Regions from separate parts of the Ovis aries genome. Here region 1 is linked to region 2. The links are chromatin contacts, called in public Hi-C maps. All regions are on one chromosome and are shown on one strand. Each heading gives the region's core, a stretch centred on a gene start, on an enhancer-like site or on the middle of the called end of the contact. The rest is flanking DNA. Distances are from core to core; before and after follow the strand shown. Region 1 overlaps DAB1 (DAB adaptor protein 1). Region 2 overlaps DAB1 (DAB adaptor protein 1).

Evidence for each region. A called contact is a pair of places that touch in the nucleus more often than the background predicts.
Region 1: a contact with region 2 is called in a Hi-C map of liver, with 4 times the contacts expected there. The contact joins two enhancer-like sites. A contact is called at or near these places in 2 of 16 Hi-C or Micro-C datasets (liver and mixed tissues).

Annotation. Positions count from the first base shown.
Region 1 is chr1:31,807,884-31,810,601 of ARS-UI_Ramb_v3.0, reverse strand. All of the region lies in intron 4 of DAB1 (DAB adaptor protein 1), which reads left to right. Among named protein-coding and RNA genes, the nearest start is that of TRNAC-ACA, 47 kb to the left of the region's middle. Within about 2 kb of position 1,316, at least 1 of the 54 cell types and tissues checked has an H3K27ac peak or open chromatin away from gene starts, as enhancers often do. A contact at or near this core is called in liver, where this site is marked.
Region 2 is chr1:31,641,032-31,643,731 of ARS-UI_Ramb_v3.0, reverse strand. DAB1 (DAB adaptor protein 1) reads left to right here. Exons shown (of 18, transcript XM_060409726.1): 12 at 371-421; 13 at 514-561. Among named protein-coding and RNA genes, the nearest start is that of C8B, 63 kb to the right of the region's middle. Within about 2 kb of position 1,436, at least 1 of the 54 cell types and tissues checked has an H3K27ac peak or open chromatin away from gene starts, as enhancers often do. A contact at or near this core is called in liver, where this site is marked.

The DNA.
Region 1 (2,718 bases), core at 67-2,566, 170 kb before region 2:
AAGACTCAACAAAGGCGGGCTCTAGTTATTCTTATAGGAATAGTGGTCATGAATTGATGTGGTGAGTGAGGCAGAGACAAATGTCTAGGACGGTACCCCAGGAGTCTTGGGATCACTGGAAAATGAAACAGTTTGGGGCAATGAGAGAAATAAGATGGAAGTCAAGCCAAAGACCAGAAAGTAGCAAGGAGAAGCCAGGTAGATGTGAATAAAAGCACTGAGACTTTGAGTAAGTCACACACACGCTCACCCCGCTTTGATGATGACATCAGGCAAATGAGGTGTGAGAATATTTAAATAATGGCTCCCAGTGCTTCTTCTCTGGGTCATTATGAAACAGTGTCCAATTAGCTATGAGCCAAATTCTGATCTTGTTTTTTTCATTAATCAGGGACACTTTTTTTCTCTGTAAAGCCCCACTTATAATTTCTTTCTTTCTTCGTACCTTCTCTTATAGATCACAGACATTGAACCATTATCGTATGGTAGTGACTCATGATGAAAAATTCCATTTCAGAGTGTAAATGGTCAATGTGCCTAATTGAATAGGAATTCTAAATTAATTCTGAGGTGGATTATCAGTGAAATGGTTTGCCTGAGCAGTCTCTGCACTGTACTCAGGCACAGCACAGGGCCATAGGGCATGGCCTTTCCCTTTTTCACTCTGTTTGCTAAAGAGCCAGACAGACTTTGGGTGAAATCCCAGCTCAACCAATTATTGGGCAAGTAATTTTTGGCAATTTACTTAACCTCTTTGTTAGCCTTGCTTTTGTCTGCCTTACAGTGGGGATAAGAACATACATGTATGTCTTATATTTACAAAGTCTTCCCTGATTTCCCAAGCCTGGTTTATATGTGTCTCTGTTGTGTTCTCGCAGCACCCTAGACCTTCCTTGTCGTGGGCTTTTGCATGTTCATTTAGAATTATCCGAATATCTGTCACCCTTAGATGTCTGTGTTGTATATCGCTGTGTCCCTGGCTCCATCCTGAGTGTGCAGAATATAGTAGCTGCTCAGTAAAGACTGGCTGAGTTGAATTGAATAGTGTGTCTTTGAGAAGTTGCTTTGTCCTGCCCCTTTCATGTGCCTCTTAGTCATCTTCAGTCTCAGGAGGTGACCATGGAAAGATTCTTGCCCTACAGATTTTTATTAATAACAGTCCTTTGAATCCATTGACTGCTTCATTGTTCCCATAGCCCTTTTGTGTCTGGGACATCCCTGGCAGGTAGAGGGCTTGTGCAGCTGAAGGGGGCAGAGTGGAACTCAGCAGACAGGCACTAGGTCTCTATCATCACAGGTATGAAGTCAGGTCAGTTGAAGAGAGCTGCTCTCTGCACCCGAGCTGGCGTGACTCCACAGCCCTTGTTCTTTGGACTCTGTGTTCCCTCTCCTAATTCCTCTCTGTCTTGGGGTTTGCTCTTAGATGTATCTCCATCACTTTTCCTGCCAGTATTTTTTGCCACTTCTGTATTGGTTGCCTGAAAGAAGATGACATTCTACATATGATATAGGAAAATTTGCTCAACCTAAGGATTTAAAGATCAGAGACCCACCTCTTTCTTTAGAGATAAGCACAATCATTTTGATAACTTCAGTTGTTTTAGAAGTTGATCACTGATGTGCCAGGGTTAAACATGGAGGGAAACTTCTTCCTTTCTGTAGTTAATTTTGAACTTCTATCCTCAGCCCCCAAACTTTATTCAGAAATTAATGCTTTTATTCTTGACTCAGATGTTCCTTGTGGGTATTTCTGGGGCACTCTCCAGCCTTAACTTGGCAATCTCAAAGGACAGGATAGCAATTCTCAGGGGGATTGTCAGCCCTAAGGGAGGGGTGCTGTGTGAGCAGTGGCCACATGACCAGATTTCCTGGGAAATTTCTAGTTTTCAGTATGCTGTTGCACAAGCCATCAAGTCCATTGACACCTTTGGTACGTGCACTTTCCAGAATCACTTGGAATTTGCTGTGATGCATTATCATAAGATGTGTGGAGTTTCTTTACATTCTACCTTACTACAAAGATGATGTGAGTGGATTTATAGTGATACCTAATTATAAAGCATATTAGTTACATGACTAATATGAAAACAAGAGATAGTGGATAAAAATCATGCAGTAAGGTCCTGTTGTTTGGTGTGAGCTACAGTTGTGAGCTACAGTTGTGACAAACACAACCAGTTTTAATATTTATAGTGTCAGTTCAAAGCAGAGTTGGTCAGGGGAATCACAGAAGGTATGTGCTTCATTTAATGTGGCTGCACATTTGTAAATTCAACATGCAGTATGAGGTTTTTATACCACATGCACGCTAAGTTGCTTCAGTTGTGTCCCAACTCTTTGCAACTCTTTGGACTGTAGCCAGAGAGTCTGGAGCCAGGCTCCTCTGTCTATGGGATTCTTCAGGCAAAAATACTGGAGTGGGTTGCCATGCCCTCTTCCAGGGAAGTTTTTATACTATTGACTTAAAAATTGGAAAATGTGTATCCTGGGATCTTTCCAGATTGTACCTTTCTGGGTGGGAAAATGACAATAGCCATCAAAATTTGGCATTCCAATGCATAATGGAAATCAAACAGCCTTGAACTAACAATTTAGGAATTTTCTAGACCCACTCAATAGACAAATAGACTGTTATTCAATTATAGAACATATATTATTTCTTATGTAATTGAAAGAGAGTAATTTCCCAGCAAAGCATCCTAAGACTGCTGGCAAGAC
Region 2 (2,700 bases), core at 187-2,686:
CAGACTGCTCCAAAGGTCAAGTTTGGCTAAAGCACATGATAACACTTTTAAGACAAAAATCTCAAGGGTAAACATCATGCTCTTATCTGCTGTCACCATTGAGACTGGCTGGGTCAGGTCTGTAATTTCAGGAAGATGGGCTTTACAATTACAAACTCCCTATGGCTCGTGTTTCCTAACCAGGCACGTGTTTTATCATCAGTTTGTGCTGGGAGCATATTCCAGGGTTTTCACAGCACATTGGCAATCACTCCCGCCTCCTGTGACCATGAGAGTGTAAACCGTAGATAATGTCATCATTAAACACATAAATCCATGCCATTTGTGTGTCATTCACTTCATCCTCATTCATCATCCCTTACGCTTTCAGAACGGCCGTGCGTTTGAGGATTTTGACGAGCGGTTTGCCGCAGCCACCCCGGTAAGCACCAAGAGGGCCCAGCCTGGTTAACGGTTTCGAGTCATTGTCCCATCACTCATTTCATGCTCATAAGTCATGCCTTGTGGTTACAGAACAGAAACCTGCCGATGGACTTTGACGAGATTTTTGAGGCAACAAAGGTAAGGGCTCCGTGGTTTTGTGAAGCGAGGGTTGTTCTGGTCATTCTTATCCGCTCTGTGCAGCCTCTCTCCTCAGTGCTCTGCTCTGGCGCCGACCTGTGCTGATGTTCAGAGACTCCTGGTGGGCCCCGCGGTGAGGGCGAAAAGTAGGAGCGTGTGTGTGTGTGTGTGAGAGAGAGAGAGAGAGAAACAGTGTATGTTGGAGAGGAAATGACACCCCTTCATTTCATTCAGCAAACATTTTTCAATCTCCTAATGTGTCCCAGGGATTCTAATAGTTGCTAGAGATGCAGTGGAGAGGAGGACACAACCCTTATCCTCAGGGAGCTCAAAGTGTAACACAGTGTGGTATTGCATAGCATAGGAGAGGGCAGATGGGATTGGGAGAGAAGGCTAGGGTAGGATTGCCTAGTGGAGTGGAGTGTAACATATTATAGTGGAGATTCAGCACTGAACAGGAGCTGCTCAGTGCACCTATGGTGATAAAAACCAGTGTGGGTGAGGGAGAGGGGAGGCAATGGCACCCCACTCCAGTACTCTTGCCTGGAAAATCCCATGGATGGAGGAGCCTGGTAGGCTGCAGTCCATGGGGTTGCAAAGAGTCGGACACGACTGAGCGACTTCACTTTCACTTTTCACTTTCCTGCATTGGAGAAGGAAATGGCAACCCATTCCAGTGTTCTTGCCTGGAGAATCCCAGGGATGGGGGAGCCTGGTGGGCTGCCGTCAATGAGGTCACACAGAGTCGGACATGACTGAAGCGACTTAGCAGCAGCAGCAGCAGCACCTATGGAGATAAGACTGCTATTTGGTCCCCATCACCTGGAATAGAGGTGCTGGTTTGCAGCCAGTGTTTATTCAGATTGGTTAATACATTGGCGAGTGAATGTTGTCACTCCTGAGTACATGTGTTTGGGAAGTCTACAGGACAAGAGTTCTCAACCTGGGCTGCAAATTAGAATCATCAGGAATAATGTTTAACTTTGAGTTACTAAACTACCTCAAACCAACTAATTAAGAACCTCAAGGGGTGGGGACCAGGCATCCATACTTTTTCCTTGAGTGTGTGTGCCTAGTCGCTTAGTCGTGTCTGACTCTTTGCAACCCCATGGACTGAGACATTCCAGGCTCCTCTGTCCATGGGGATTCTCCAGGCAAGAATACTGGAGTGGGTTGCCATGCCCTCCTCCAGGGGATTTTCCCAACCCAGGAATCAAACCCAGGTCTCTCACATTACAGGCATATTCTTTACCAACTGAGCCACTGGGGATCCAAGGCTGACAATCCATCTAAGGGTCTCACGTAAGCTGTTTTGGGGCAGTGGGATAGGGTACAATTGAGTTAGAAAATACTTCCCAGGAAGAAATGAAGGTGTCTAGTTTGTGTCTCAAAAGATCGGTAGGAAAGGCAGTGGGGGAAGGTCTGAGTGTTCTGGTCAGAGGAGGAGCGTGTGCCAAGGCCCTGAGGTGGCCCCCTCCTTTCGTGACCCCTGGTGCTTCTCTAGTAACATGGTCCTCACTGTGTCTATAGGTCTGTCTTCCCATAGCACAGGCAGCTCATGAGACTCAGTGCGGGAAGATGCCTTATGCATCCCTGTGTCCCCTGCTTTCGGCACAGTAGCCGATGTACAGTAGGAACTACATGCTTGCCCTAAAGGAAGGAGCACCTAGTGCCGAAGCTGAGGGAGGGGGTCTATGTAAATGTGTACTCTGGTCAGTCATGGACGCTCTGCCTTCTTCAGTGGTGCTGTCAGAGCTTCTCTGCAGGAGGGGTCTAGGAGTCTACTTGCAAAGGTTTAGTGGAAAGAAGGACCAGGGGACTAATTATGAAACAGCAGCTATAGGGCATTCCCTATTGGAAAAGCATCACTGATTCATAACAGAGAGTGGCTTGGGAGGGGACAGGCCTGATTGAGATACTGAGGAGCTCCAATAGCCAAGCATCTCCTCATCCTTTGCACTGGCTTTGGCAGCTTCCAGGAGGATGCCCAGGACCTAGAGAAGGGGCAGAATCTGCCATCAACAACCACATCTTTACCTGAAGATGTCTGAAGGGCCAGGAAGGGGAAGGCAAGGAGGAGTCTTTGGTTGACCTTGGAGATGACTTCTTCAGAGGGACATGAATCATGGCAGGACTTGT